Regions from separate parts of the Sus scrofa genome. Here region 2 is linked to region 1. The links are chromatin contacts, called in public Hi-C maps. All regions are on one chromosome and are shown on one strand. The core of a region is the stretch at or near the end of the contact, and the rest is flanking DNA. Distances in the headings are between cores, read along the strand shown.

The links. Hi-C and Micro-C count contacts between places; a contact is called where the count stands out from the background.
Region 2: a contact with region 1 is called in a Hi-C map of fetal skeletal muscle, with 1.9 times the contacts expected there. The contact joins the enhancer-like site here to the promoter of CYP20A1 in region 1. A contact is called at or near these places in 1 of 5 promoter capture datasets (liver) and 3 of 47 Hi-C or Micro-C datasets (fetal skeletal muscle, fibroblasts and omental adipose tissue).

Annotation. Positions count from the first base shown.
Region 1 is chr15:106,693,853-106,701,744 of Sscrofa11.1, reverse strand. It overlaps CYP20A1 (cytochrome P450, family 20, subfamily A, polypeptide 1), which reads right to left and starts at 5,023. Exons shown (of 13, transcript NM_001315809.1): 1 at 4,832-5,023. The coding sequence starts at 4,903.
Region 2 is chr15:107,229,814-107,237,705 of Sscrofa11.1, reverse strand. No RefSeq gene overlaps it. Among named protein-coding and RNA genes, the nearest start is that of CTLA4, 49 kb to the left of the region's middle. Within about 2 kb of position 3,560, at least 22 of the 83 cell types and tissues checked have an H3K27ac peak or open chromatin away from gene starts, as enhancers often do. A contact at or near this core is called in fetal skeletal muscle, where this site is marked.

The DNA.
Region 1 (7,892 bases), core at 3,774-6,273:
ATTTCAGAGATTTTTCCTGTATTAAAATACAAAAATTGGATTATATTGAAAAGAATTATCTTGGTGTTCCCACTGTGACACAAGAGGATTGCCAGTGTCTCTGCAGTGCTGGGACTTGGGTTTGATCCCCAGCCCAGCACAGTGGTTTAAGGATCCAGAATTGCTGTAGCTGCTGTGGCGTAGGTCACAACTGCAGCTCAGGTATGTTGCAACTGCAACTCAGATCTGATCCCTGGCCCAGAAACTCCATATGCCATGGGGTGGCCAATAAAAAAAAAAAAAGGAAAAGAATTATCTTAATGTCCCTTCTCTCTGTCAATTAAACTAAGGTGTTTGAAGAAGTTAACATTCCTTCTACTAGTAACCATGAGGATGCAGGTTTGATTCCTGACCTCGCTCAGTGGATTAAGGATCCAGTGCTGCCATGAGCTGTGGTATCAGTCACAGATGCCACTCAGATTCTGCATTGCTGTGGCTGTGGCACAGGCCGACAGCTACAGCACCAATTCGACCCCTAGCCTGGGAACCTCCATATGTGTGTGGTCTAAAAAGACAAAAAAAAAAAAAAAAAGTTTAATATTATAACAAGCGGGAAAAGAATGGAAGGACTCCATGATGAGAAAAAGATAAAGTCAGTAGTATTAAAAACTCTACCTTTGGAGTTTCCATCATGGCTCAGCAGTAACAAACCTGACTAGGATCCACGAAGATGTGGGTTTGATCCCTGGCCTTGCTCAGTGGGTTAAGGATCCAGCGTTGCCGTGAGCTGTGGTATAGGTCGAAGACACGGCTTGGATCCCACATTGTTGTGGCTATGGTGTAGGCCAGCAGCTGTAGCTCTGATTCAACCCCTAGCCTGGGAACTTCGGCCCCAAAAAGGGAAAAAATAAAAACCCTACCTTTTATTTTCTAGGCTGAAATTATTAATATGACTGGAACAAGCTTTCTGATTTCTCTTTAAACATGGTAGATTGATAACACTCATCAATTATCTCTTCCTTCTGTAATGTCACAAAATGAAAGTGAAAAAATAAAAAAGGAGGAAATATGAGTTCCCTCGTGGCACAGTGGGTTAAGGATCTGGTATTGTCACTGTAGCAGCTCAGGTCACTGCTGTGGCAAGGGTAAAATCCCTGGCCTGGGAACTTCCACATGCCATGGGAGCAACCACAAAAAAGGAGGAAATAAGGATAAAGAGAATAGGAGAGGGAACAACAGTGGGTGAACAATCCAACTCAGTTTTGGAAAGTATCAAGCTGCTGGAGGACGTAGTTCAGTGGCCTCCTCTGGGGTTCTGCAGAGGAGGAGGCTTACAAGAATCAATCAGATTTGCACTCAGTAACCAAAAGGGCAGGGTAAGATGCAAGATTTTAACAATTGGCAAAAAGTCAGTATTCAGATCCCTTAGACACCTTCCTCATGATTGCCATCATTCTGGAAGGAGAACTTGAGATTCCAGATTTAGGGACAACAGGCTCATAGGCAGCAGCCCCTACAATTCTGAAGGAAAATTGTTTCCAACCTAGAATTTTATACCAAGCCAAACTATCATTCAAGTGTGAAGCTAGAACAGAAAGCTTTTCAAACAAGCAAGGTCTTAAACAATGTATTTTCCCCGCACACTTTTTTAGCAAACTACTGGAAAATGATGTACTGCAGCCAATGAAGGAAGTGAAAGGAAGAAAGAGAGAGACTCATGTGGCATCCAGGAAACAGGGTATCCAACACAGGCAAAGAGAATATTCATTCTGATAATAAAAGGACAAGAACTATGTAGCCGAAGGAGATGGTAACCACTACTGATTGGGGAAGGATGCTGGAGGGCTCCCGAGGGGATATCGTCACAGGGAAGAAAATACAACTGATGTCACTGAATATCTGAATGACTTCACTGACAAGAGTTATGCCAGAAATGTTGAGATAGCTGACAAAAACTATTGACAAGCAGGAGTGAACAATCTCTAAAAATGTGCAAATTCTAAGTACACCCACCCTGATCCTGGATCCACAGCTCAGTCCCAGCAGCAGGCATGTAGAGGGAGCCTCAGAAGTCTGTGTGCTCTGGATAAGATGGCTCTACAACCTCCCCGCTTCAATAGCAGAAGAGCAAGCCCCAGAATGCTGGGTAAAATGCCCTCCTGCCCTTTACTATATCTCCATGTCCCAAAGAGCTAAACTGATGAGAGGGATTCCTCTACTTGGCATGCACCTGGCAAAACCCTGCAAAGCTTCAATCTCCCTGATAAGCATAGCCTCACCACTACCACCTGCCTTGAGACAACCCAGAATGTTATTATGACTTATTTCCTGTTTCATTAAACACCAAAGGCCAGGGCTACCATCCCTAGGTCTCCCCCTGCCCACCAGACTCCTATTCTTACAGAAGTTTATCTTCTTTCTTGACCCATCTGTCCCCCACCCAAATTTCTACCAGATCTCTGCCACTCATTCCCATGGTTGTACAACCAGTCCTGACATGACCAATAACTTCACCATCCCTGGAAGTTTTTTTGTTTTTTTTTTTTTTTCAATTTTTTATGGCCACACCTGTGGCACATGGAGGTTCCCAGGCTAGGGGTCTAATTGGAGCTTCAGCCTCTGGCTTACACCACAGCCACAGCAACACCAGATCTGAGCCATTTCTGCAACCTATACCACAGCTCACAGCAACGCCAAATCCTTAACCCACTGAGCAAGGCCAAGGATCGAACTTGAAACCTCATGGCTCCTAGTGGGATTCATTTCCGCTGTGCCAAGACAGGACCTCCTTCTATTTTTAATATTTTGACTCCAAAAATTATTTTTACCCCAAAAGGAAAACTCATATACTCATTTCTCACATTACCCAGCTAGATTCCATGGTCCATTATGATAACCACTCCTCTGCGCAGTATCCTTCCGTCATAACCATCTGGCAAAACACCAATTCTAATTAAGCCCAATATTCTGTCATCTGCCCTTGATCCCACAGAGCTGAAGAAAAACAGCTGGGGGAAAATACAGCCATGCTGACCAGTATTTATAATTTTTCACAAACTTCAAATGAGCTGCCTGGAAATCTCATTTCCCTAGTCCCTCACTCTCCTAATCTTCCAGGTGGCTATTTTGCTCCTTCTTTCTCTTCAAATCCCCTATCTTCACCAATAACTGATAAGCCCATTTCTATTTCATCAAAAAAATTAAAGCAATCAAGAATAACTTACACACCATAGCTACCTATCTGCCTACATTTGTGCCCACATATTCCACCTTCCTTCCTGTTACTAATGATGCCCCTAATAAAGTGTTCCCCCATCCCTCCGCACTATCTCTACCACTGCTATCTTGGTCTAAGCCAAGAATTATAATATTCTCCTTATTACTCTGCCCACTTCCACCCTTATCTCAGGTCTTTTTTGGTGGCACCAACAGGATGCAGAATTCCTGGCCCAGGGATCAAACTTCAGTCACAGCAGTGACAACACCAAATCCTTAACTGCTAGGCCACCAGGGAACTCCCCTTAAGTCTTTTCTTAGCATGGCAGCCAAAATGATTCTTTTAAACTTTAATAAAATTATATTTTAATTCCTTTACATTTAAAATGCCACTCTTCTGTAAAGGCAAGTCCACAAAATGGCCTAAACTAAAAACTGCCCATCTTCATCCCTGATTCTTCTGGGTAGTCTCTTCCACTCCAGCCACACCCCTCTCCTTGTGTTCCCGGAACACACCAGACATGTTTCCCCTAAAGATCTGCACTTGCTCTCTTTGCCTGAAATGGCTTCTCAGATACCTGAGTGGCCTGATCCTTCATCTCCTTCAGGTCTCTGCTCAAATTTCTCCTTATCTCTTGACCATCTAAAATTACAATGGCACCTACTTCCAAATTTATTTAGCTCCCTAATACTTAACACTAACAAACTCTATGTTATTTGCTTATATTGTCTGTTTTCCCTTTCTAGAATAGGGTCAAATAGTGTCACTAGAAGAGTGTCAAAAATTCAAGATCTGGAGTTAACTGAATTTTTAACTTTTCAGAAAAAAAAAAAAGATACACTGAAAGTTTCAGATTGTCTAGTTGCAATACTCCAAACTAATCCATTTACCACCTCTGAAAATAATGTGAGGTGTTCTGTCATTGTCAGTGATATATTTGGCTCTGTCCTGCTGCTTTACAACTTCTCCTACAATCACCACCTTGCATTGTAGATGATTTTGTTTTCAGAACCATCTTCCGAGGTTGACAAGAAGGCTAGGAGACCAAGAGATAAAAAACAGATTCAGAGTCAAGTGAAGCTCACAGTTAACTCCCTGCTCAGAGCTATTTCCAGGACCCCCGTAGCCTGTGAGGCCTTGCAAGGAGAAAGACCCGATCTGCACCCTAAAGGAATTTGGATTCCAGGAATGACAAACAGAAAGACACAAGGAAAGAAATACTTGGGGAATCCTCCGGAAAGGAGAAAGGAGTGAAGCAGCCTGGTTTCCTCCCAGGCTCACTAGAAAATGGAATTGGGGTTGGCAGAGTTACCGACCGAAAGCCAGCAGGGCACTTCAGACCTGCCCCCCAAGAATGACGCGGCGATGCTGGGCGCAGAGATCTGAGCCGCCCGCACGCCTGTTTCTGCCTCTGAGGGTGGTCGTACCGCTCGCGCGGGTTGATCCTCAACGCGGGCAGCGCGCGCCTGCGAAGCATCACGTGCTTCGGAAACGGGGCCCGCGCGGGGCCGGTGGTGGACGGAGCGGGAGCGGGAGCGGGAGCGGAAGCCCTCCCTCGGGCCCGCCCCTTGCGGCCCGCTGCGGGCTGAGCGACGTGGATGTGGGAAAGGCAGTGAGGGCCGAGACGGCCGTTACCGGGTAGAGGTAGAGCACCGCTCCCACCAACGCCAGCAGGAAGGTAACCGCGAAGATCGCGAAGTCCAACATGGTTCCTCCGCCCGGGAGCCACGTCTCGGTTTCCCGGCCCGAACAGCAGCGCCTCAGCCTGGCCAGACCCGAGGAATGGGAGGAGGGCCCGCCGGACGTGCGAACGCCAGGGCCGCTGAGGGCGTGGCCCGCAGGGCCTGGCGAGGAGGCCACTGGGCGCCCGGGAGCGGCCCGGGGGCCGGAGCCACGCCCAGGGGCGGAGTTCCAGTGGGCACGACTCCAGGACACGCCCACGACCTCGGGAAGGGGTTGCTTGGGGAAGGGGAACCTCCGCTTCTAGAAAACGTTAGGACTTCTCGTCACCCTTCCACGACCAGCACTTTAAGGTTTAAGAATTTAAGGTTGATTAAAACCACTAAACCCGTCGTTCTCATACTGGGGTCCCTGGACCACCAGTGGCAGCATCACTGGGGAACTTGTAAAAATGCAGATTCTCCATCCCATCACAGACCTAGAGAATCGGACACTGCGGGAGGGAGAGGGGTACAGCAATCTGTGGTTTAATACCGCTATTAAACGCATTGAGAACCACTGACCTAAGCCAAACTGATGGAAACGTCTTAGAGTCAAACACGATTAAGTTAGATATTTTATATTTTATGAAAAGTATTTAGCACAGCTCCTATGTTTACAGAATTGCCAGTTAGATAAACTGTGTAAGACGGTTAAATAGAAAAAAGACATTCAGAGACATTTTCTTCCATGTTATTTGAATGTGTTTTTTCTGGTGGGCGTGTCAAAAAGTTTCACTGTTTTTTTAGATCAAAAAACAAATGACGGGAGTTCCCGTCGTGGCTCAATGGTTAACGAATCCGACTAGGAACCATGAGGTTGCAGGTTCGATCCCTGGCCTTGCTCAGTGGGTTAAGGATCTGGCATTGCCATGAGCTGTGGTGTAGGCTGCAGACTCGGCTCGGATCCCCGCGTTGCTGTGGCTCTGGCGTAGGCTGGCAGCTACAGCTCCGATTAGACCCCTAGCCTGGGAACCTCCATATGTCGCGGGTATGGCCCAAGAAATGGCAAAAAGACAAAAAAAAAAAAAAAAAATGACGAATAGTGCAATATCTTTTGCAAACAACAGCAAAAATCCTAGGCTATTTTCTAGAGCATAAAAATATCCTAGGATCCCTCTTCTGTCTCAAGGGACTCCAAGTTTTGACATGGATAACATAACTCAAGGCCTGCTACTTACTGGTGTCCACTTAGTGGAAATGTCCTAAAAGTATTAATAGATTTTATAGATTTAATTTAGATTATAGATTTTATAGATTTAAAGTCACACGGAGGCAGCAGTTCAGCAAGAGAAATCATTACAGATTTCATTTTGCAGTTTTGTGTGTGTTTGTGTGTGTCATTTTTTACTGCTCCCCTGGCACATAGAAGTTTCTGGACCATGGATGGAATCATTGCCACAGCAGTGACAATGCCAGATCCTTAACCCACTAAGTCACCAGGGAACTCCTGAAGGTTGCATTTTAGAACTTCTATGGTAAATGACTTATTACATAAACATGGAACATATCTCCTTTTTTGGCTTTTTAGGGCTGCATCCACCCCATATGGAAGTTCCCAGTCTAGGGGTCGAATTGGAGCTGCAGCTGCTGGCCTACACCACAACCACAGCAACACCAGATCCGAGCCAAGTCTGTAACCTACACCACAGCTCATGGCAACGCCAGATCTTTGCATGAGTCCAGGGATCTAACCCTTGTTCACATGGATACTAGTCAGATTCGTTTCCACTGAGCCACAACAGGAACTCCCAAAAGTTCATTTTTAAGTCTCCTGTTCTGAATTTTAAAGGCACATTTCCCATCGGAATCATGTTTCAAGTAGATTTTCAAGACAGTGAACATTAAGAGTTCCCGTTTCGGCTCAGTAGTTAACGAACCTGACTAGTAACCACGAGGTTGTAGGTTCAATCCCTGGCCGGTTAAGGAGCTGGTGTTGCTGTGAGCTATGATATAGGTTGCAGATGCGGCTTGGATCCCGGGTTGCTGTGGCTGTGGCATAGGCCAGTGGCTACAGCTCCAATTAGACCCCTAGCCTGGGAACCTCCATATGCCATGGGTGCGGCCCTAAAATAAGACAAAAAAAAAAAAAAAAGGGAATGAACATCAGATTTTTAAATGTGTAACACAGTTGTATAACAGTAGCTATAGGCAGTCCTCTGAGATAACTGGACTCCCCTTTTAGTCTTAAATTGACTCATGGCCAGAGACCTCTAAAATTTAAGGGTCTGTGAAAAAGAGACAAAGATTACAGACAGTGAACAGGGCAAAATACTTTAGAGATTGAGTCTCTAAAACTATGCAACTACCTCCTGTTCTTGTGTTCTTCAGACTTTTGCCCAGATACCCTCTAAAATATTTTGTAAAACCACGTGTATACTTTCACACATTTTTGTATTGACATCTAAAATTTTAATCCTAACTTTGAAGGATTACGTTTCTGATACACTATAAATATCCACATTTTGGGTAGGGCTTCCCTGTCAGAGGTGGACCCTCCCCTCATATTCTCAGATCCACTCTCTGCCATTCTTTGTCCTATTTTGTGACCCCTGGAGCTAATTTCTGCAGGCTATACCACCAGGGCCCCTTTAAAGCTTCCCTCCAGTTGGGTTCCACCAGTAGAGGCATCAGTATGTTGAGGCTGAGAAGAAAGCAGGGCTGACTAGTTGGCCCCAAGAGTGGCTTCCAGAAACAAGATGGAGTCCTGGACCAGGTTAAACACATATTTGACGACCTCATCCTTGACATTCTGTGGCATGCAGTGAAAACAAGATCATTCAAATGACCACCAGTGGTGGCACGGGATGCAGTGCTAGTAGGGAACAAAATTTGGGATAGCCTAGTGACTTTTGATGGTAATAATATGGATTACAAAAAAAAAATGGTGGCATGGATGGTTATTTCTAGCTGCATTATAGATCTTATGAAAGAGGGGAGAAAAAATTAAGGCTTTGAATTCTCAAAATGATGTGCAG
Region 2 (7,892 bases), core at 2,311-4,810, 540 kb before region 1:
CGTATTTGGTGTCCCTCTCTTTTGCAGCTTGCCTACTCCTGCCTCTCCCCTGTGGGTCCACTTGCTGCCATGCCCCAAACAGGGAACTCCCACGGAAGAGAAGACATAAAAACTCAATTTTCCATGTTCTTTGTCCTATGATCTAGGTCTTTGGGGCAACAGTGTAGATCTCCCTTTCTGGAAATCAGTGTGGACATTCCCTACAGTCCACACAGCTGCTCAGTCATCAGTGCCCCACATCCAAGATATTCTGGCAGAATTCACAGAAAACTTCTTAAGTCAACATCAAAATCTTTCAAGACTTCATGCTCATTTTTTGCTCAGAAAGTAACCCCGCAGTCTCATCCACATGAGAACAAGAGGACCAGCTAAAGCTGAACACGATCCATGTTGGACATTGTGATAGAATAATAAATATACTTGCTCTTTGTCCCTGGTTCCTGGCACAGAACTCCTAAAACCCTTGGAATTTCCTGATAGGAGTGTCTTGTTTTATTCATCATGAGCCCTTTTCAATCACACCTGAGTTTATGCTAATAAAGTGACTTAGGGTAGGGCCACTCAATAGCCTTAGGGTGGAGCTGATCATAGGAGAAACCAGGTGATCAGACAGTTGGACCTTTCAGTCCCACTCACCAATCTTGGAGGAAGGGAGGGAGGGACTGGAAATAAGGTCTTAAGAATCCTTGAGCAAGGAGATTGGGAGAGCTTCTGGCTGGTAAATACATCCATGCATCAGAGAAGGCAGAGCGCCTGCAGATGGTGTAGGCATTGCTGGTTCCATACCCCACTCATCTCACAACTTGCCCTTTGCCTTTCTTCCATGTGGTTGTTCCTGATTTGTATCCTTTATAGCAAATCTGTAAATATAAGCAAAGTTTTCCTGGATCTGTGAGCCATTCTGGCAAATTGCCAAACCTGGTTGTCAGGGGGCGGGGGGGGGGGCAGTGGTCATAGGAACCCTCCAATTTAGAGCTAGTTAACCAGGTAGCCTGGAACTTGAAACTGGCATCTGGAGAGGGTGCAGTTCTTTAACCTGGGGATCTGATGCTACTCCAGGTATATAGTGTCAAGAGTTGAGGTGAATTATAGACATCCAGCTGGTGTCAGAGAATTGGTTGGAGTCAGAGAAAATACCCCATGGACATCCATGACTCACTCTGGGAAAGATGTGGTCACTTGGACCTTAGGAGACATGGCCTATAAATGCCAAAGCTGATGAGTGCCTTCTTTTCCAGAATCTAGTTTATTTTGCTATTCCTTTGCCAATGAAAAAAAGTTAAATGTAAGCTCTCCCAGAGGCCACAAACCAATAAATCATAGCCTAGCTCTTAAGGGATAAGATATATTCGTCTACTTGGGCTGCCATAGCAGAATAGTCTGGGGGGCTTAAACAACAGGAATTTATTTTCTCAAAGTTCTGGAAACCACAAGATCAAGGTGCCAGCAGGATTGGTATCTGGTGAGACCTCTCTCCTTGGGTTGAAGATGGCCACCTTCCACCCTGTCCTCACAAGGCCTTTCTTCTGGGTATAGAGAGGGAGAGCGATTTAGTGTCTCTCTCTTCTTATCAGGGCAACAGTCCTATGGGATCAGGATCTCATTTAACCATTAATTCTCCAAAGTCCTTATCCTCCACATACAGTCACACTGGAGCTTCAGGTTTCATCACATGAATTTTAGGGGGACACATTTAGCCCATCATTGGAGGGAAGCCTCTATTTGTTCTCTAGAACCAAGCTGAACTACATCACTACTTCCAGCCACTGGAACATAGAATTAGAGAATGTTACAGATGAAGGAACCTCCTTCATCTTACAGTGAGGAAGCTGGGTTCCAGGTGGGTGAAGTGACTTGCTCATGGATATAGCTTCAGAGTGGCTAGGCTGAGAGTGGAACCCAAACTCTCTCCTACCAGGTCAGGGCTCTTTCCACTGTCTCCACAACTCCTAAGGGGTAGCTCTTACAAAGAAACCTTAAAGAGTTTGATTTATTAGCAAGGGAGGGCTTTAGAACATTACCTGTTATCTGACAATGAAAGGGTTTCCTTTGGGGAGACAATTGTATAGCCAATAAAAACTCAATACTTGTTCCTAAATCCAACACTTGGGGTTATTCCCTATAAAAATAAGGATCGTAGTGTCAGCCAGACCCGTTTCAAAGACTGTAGTCAACTCTGTAATTATAGCATAACAACTCCCTCTGAGCCTGTGGGGGCTTTCTAAAATTTACAAGGGTGTCATGAGCTTTCTTACGCCTTGACCACATTACCTAGGAAATATATTATTATCATGGTACAACCATCAAGACCTGGTGTCCTACCCACCTCTTCGTCATTCTCATATCTCTGTGGCCAATCAAGAGTCAAATGACCTGCATACAAATACCAATACCTACTTTTGTCCTAGCTTTGCAAAACCAAGGACTTTCTACCAGCAACCCAAAGCAATTCTCCTATGAGCCCCAAATAATCCTGGCAGGACACCCACAGGACTATTCCAACACTGACTACTGAGCTGGCTGCCCTAAACAGCTGGTCTACCCCACTGGGCCTCTTAGCACCTCAAAGCCTCTGAGCCCCAACTCTTCCTTCAGACCCTGCTTTGTGGATTCAGTTCCAGCCCTAACATTCACCCATTTTTCCTTTCCCCTCAGAGGCAGGAGTGAAAACAGAAGTTCCACCCCAGAGTGTTTTCCATTCTTTCCCCATAGGACCAGAGGGCCTGCCCCATTTTTATGCTGCGAAAAGAGCATCCAGCACATTCTCTCTCTCAGCCCTACCATGCATCAGTGATTGGGCACCACTAACTTGGCCTCTTAAATAAACATTCAAAGAAACTTAATAATACAAAACATGTAATTTTCTTCCTATTTTCCCCTCCTTACCCCTCCATAGGCCTCTAACTGCACAATGGGGATAGAGACACAGTTCTATGCTTGCAATATTTTTTTTCTTTGTAGGGCCACACCCACGGCATATGGAAGTTCCCAGGCTAGAGGTTGAATCAGAGATGCGGCTGCCAGCCTACGCAACAAGGGTGAGGGCAAGGGGACTTAGAATAGAAAGAGGTAGGTGTCAAAGACAAGGAAATCCAAAGAAGAAAAGCTTGAAATAGGGCATCCTTATGAAAAACCAGTTTCTTCTTTCTATACAAGGCTCTCTTGATCTGCAGGCGTAGTAAAGAGGGTATGCAGCCTTCTCCACCAGCCCATCCCCCTCTCCTGCTACCCTCATTTCTTCTAAAATCCAAAACCGATCTCATTCCCTCCAAACAGTCCTCCTTAATTTCCCTTGCCTGCCCTGTCCTTCATAACACTTGGGCTTCCTTGCATCCCAATCAGTGGCCTTCCCTATGCCAGCTGGTGCGAAGAATAAAACATGGGGACAGTAGAAAGCAAAAATTGTTCCAATTCCTGGTCCATCCCCTTTTCCAGCCAACTGTGGGAAAATGCAAGTCTCACCGGATTTTTAAAATGACGTCTTGGTCATTTAATGTGGAGGGAAGGATTTCCTGGCTGTGAGAAACTCATTAGCAAATGGAATCCAGGCATGCAGTACCCACCCTCCTCAAGCACGTCTACATTTCAAGGCAAAACGTCTCCCTTTGTCCAAAGAGAGGATTATAGATAGGCACCAAACGCAATGCTTCTACCAAAGGAAAGACATACAAACCAAAAAAGTGAGAAAAGCTTTCACAAGCGAAAGGGAGATGTGACCTGTTTTTAAAAATCAAACCGACTGCATTGTGTCTGAAGGGATCACCGCCTATTCGCCTGGTATTGCAATAAAACATATTGACCCATAGATGGCGCACGGAGACTGCTGAATAAATACCTAGTTCCAGCCCTCACAGAATTAGTTAGCCTAACCCCGAGGTCCGAACGCTCCAATTTATCGCTCCAATTTATCGCTCCAACCTATCACCCGTCTTTGCTACAACCATGAGCTGGCTGTGTGGCTTCTCTGCTTCAGTTGGATAATCATAGAGGAGGACTCAGATTTCACTGTTTTCTTCAAGAAATCTGATGTTTTAAATTCTATTCTGAATGAAAATTAGCCCAAATTCCTCAGGCTGGTGCAGTCCATCCTAGCAGGTGGACAGATACGAATCTGTTTCAAGTGCACAGCATGAGAACCCCAACTCTTCCTCAGCCTCTGAACTTTCATGTTTTCCACAACCTCCCTTGGTTTTATTGCCAAGACCTGGTCACAAACATCAAATCCATTTTGACAACGAGAATTTAAACGGCTACTTTTTTTTTTTTTTTTTTTTGCTCTTGAGGGATGCACCCAAGGCATATGGAAGTTCCTAGGCTAGGGGTCGAATCTGAGTTGTAGCTTCCAGCCACAGCCACAGCCACAGCAAAGGGGAATCTGAGCCCCATCTGCAACGCCGGATCCCCAACCCACTGAGCAAGGCCAGGGATCAAACCCGCATCTTCATGGTTACTAGTTGGGTTCCTTAACCATTGAGCCATGAAGGGAACTCAACTTTAGATTGTTAATCTGACTGTTTATATGTGTTTCATAATTATCATGTATAAACCTTTATCTTGCCTCAATAAGTCTTCACAATAATGCAACAAATGTAGTGGAGTTACTCTAATTTAGAGATAAGAGGCCAAGGGTTAACATTTTCCAGGCTTGTGACATCAGACCAAAGATAAAGTCCAGTGCCTTTTTCAACCCATCTGGCTGTGTCTCTCCATACTTTGTGCATGTGTGCCCTCCAAATTTGGTTCTTTTTTTTTTTTTTTTTTTTTTTTTTTTTAATTACCAACTCTACAGTGGTGATCCATTGTCAGTTTGTAGTTAATTGTCACAGTTTAGAGAATTTACATTTCCCAGGTATAATCATAATATCAGAACTTCAAACACTACCCCCCCCCCTCCTTACAGAGCCTTCCAGAGTGCAGGCACCTTTCTAAAGTGTTAACCATGTTAACTCAGGTGACCCTCGCAGTTACACGAAATAAGTAAAGCACTACTATTAACCTCCAATTTATAGGTGAAGAAGCTGAAGCACAGAGAAGTTAAATAATTTCAAGGAAGATCCCACAATAGAAGGTAGAGCTGGGATCTAAACACCAGACGTCGGGCTCCAGTGACCATGTTCTTACCCACTAGACCAATGCACAGTTACAACTATTACTGGGGCACAAAATGAACTAAGTTCATCTTCCCTCTCCTTGATAAAGCTGCAACAATTAACTTGAGGTCAAGTTTAGAAGTGGATACAGCTCCTGCCTGAAACCTCGTGGTGGGTCTTTACAAATCCACAGGGGTCAAGGGAATCCAGTATAGACACAATAAGTCTGCCACAAGAACTTGGTGAGGCTGCCTAAAGGCAGAGCCAAGGAAAATTAGTCTCGTTACCAAGAGAAGAGTGGGGTATGGTGGGATATGTTGTTGACTTTGCCTCTTACATTTGTGTCCCATTTCCAAAGTGATAATTCCATCCTGCTCATTTTAACATGTACTATACAGGCGTCCCCTGAAGGACTGGGGACTCCACTGGGGGAGTAGTGCTCTGCTGGGGGATAAGATAACCCAGATGCCAAGTAGGTGTCCCCTTGCCATTAGAATTTCAATGTGTGGTTTCAACAATGGCAATTTTTGAAGAGCAAATAGAATACAAAATGTAAAGTGTATTTGGTGGCTCCTCAAAAGGTTAAACATAGAATTACCACATGACCCAATAATTCCACCCATAGTGGTTGCAATTGAAAGCAGATTGAAAGCAGCGACTTGAACAGATGTCTATACACGAATGTTCATAACAGCATTATTCACAGTAGGGAAAAGCTGCAAACAACCCACTATGGTCTGAATGGTTTTGTCTCCCCAAAATTCCTTTGTTGAAATCCTAATGCCCAATATGATGGTATCATTTTGGGAGGGGAACAGGTCATGAGGATGAAGCCCCATGAAATGGGATTACTACCCTTTTAAGAGAGATCCTTTACCCCTCCCACCATATGAAGACCCAGCCAGAAGTTGGCCTTCTGAAACCCAGAAGAGAACCTTCACCAAGACCAGACATGGCTAGTACTCTGGTCTTAGACGTCCAGCCTCTGGAACTGTCAGAAATAAATTTTTGTTCTTCATAAGCTACGCAATCTGTAGTATTTAGTTACAGCAGCCTGAATGGACTAAGATGTAACCCAAATGTCTATTGACAGATGAAAGGATAAACAAAATGTGATATATCCATACCATGGAATGTTATTCAGCTCATAAAAAGGATTAAAGTACTAACACATGATACGACATGGGTGAACTTTGAAAAAAGTATGCTAAGGGAGGTAAGTAGTTCACAAAAGGATAAATGTTATATGATCAGTTATATGAGGTACCTGAAATATGCAAATTCTTAGTGGCAGAAGGTAGAATAAACGAGAATGGAGTTTATCCATGGCTGAAAGGAGATGGGGATGGGGTGGGAGGGGTGGAGAGGGTGTCATTGTTTAATGAATAGAGAGTTTCTAATCCAGATGATGAAGTTCTGGAAATGGGTAGTGGTGAGCGGTATACAATACTGTCAATGTACTTAGGGCTACAGAATTATACACATAATTTAAATAGTAACTTTCATGTTACCTGTATTTTGTCACTATAAAAAAAATAAGATAGGTGTTCCCATTGTGGCTCAGCAGTAACAAACCTGACTAGTATCCATGAGGATGTGGGTTCCATCCCTGGCCTTGCTCAGTGGGTTAAGGATGGGGCATTGCCGTGAGCTGTGGTGTAGGTTGCAGATTCAGCTTGGATCCCACATTGCTGTGGCTGTGATGTAGGCCAGCAGCTACAGCTCCAATTCAACCCTTAGCCTGGGAAGTTCCATATGCCACAGGTGCACCCCTAAAAAGCAAAAATAAAATAAATTTTAAAGGGCTGAGAGAATCTGCAAGAGACTGGCAGTTGCCTGGCCAATATCTATTCTCCTCTTTTTCATGACTGACAGAGCCTGTTTTATTGAGGGCAGCAATGAGCCTTGCTAAAAGTCTTTGTTTCCCAGGCTCTCTGCAGATAGGGGTGACCCTGTGTCTGTAAGCTCCACAATGAGATTTATAAGTTTCCTGTTACTGAGTGGAGCTTCTGAGAAAGTTCATTAAAAGCAGGAGTGGGAGATGCTGATTCATTTGGTCTCCTCCTTTTTACCTTTGACCTTTTCCTCCTTCTAGCATGGAAATAGACATGATGGCTGGAACTTCAGCAGCTATTTAGAAACCATGAGGATGGAAGTTAGCCCTGGGAATGTGGAGCAGAAAGAGAGAGGCAGCCTGAGACACCCATGGCTTTGCAGAGCTGATACACCTTTTACGGAATGCCTATCCCTGGTACCTGCTGCATGAGAGAAAGAAGAACTCCCCTCTAGTTTAAACCAGTGTTTTTAAGGTCTCTGCCACCTGCTGAACACAATTCCTAACTGATTCAACACCTTAACCTCTATTGTTATTATTGTTGCTAGTGATTTTATTACCAAGAAAGTAATGGCCCAGGCCAGGGTTGGTTTGACAATGTCGGAAATCCCTGGAAGAATGGAGATGTTGTAAAATGACTTATCCACTTTTGGATATCTAAATGAGGCCCAATGGCTATTCTCTAGAAGCCAGAGGATCTGGTAAAACAGCCCACCTGTCCCACAGCCACATAGGCCATAACAAAAAAATTGCCTGTCCCTGGAGTCAGCCATGTTTTCTGATGCACTTCCTTCTCAGTGAGCAAAAGTGTGAAGAGTTTTCTGCTCCAAAGAGTAGAAAGAGAACTGGGAGGCATCGGCAACTTTTCCTTGCCAGATTTAAAGGGAAGTTAAAGGTTTCTTGAAGTGAATTTCACAAGTTAAAATTATGACAAATGCACCCATATGACTGACCCATCATCTGTGTGA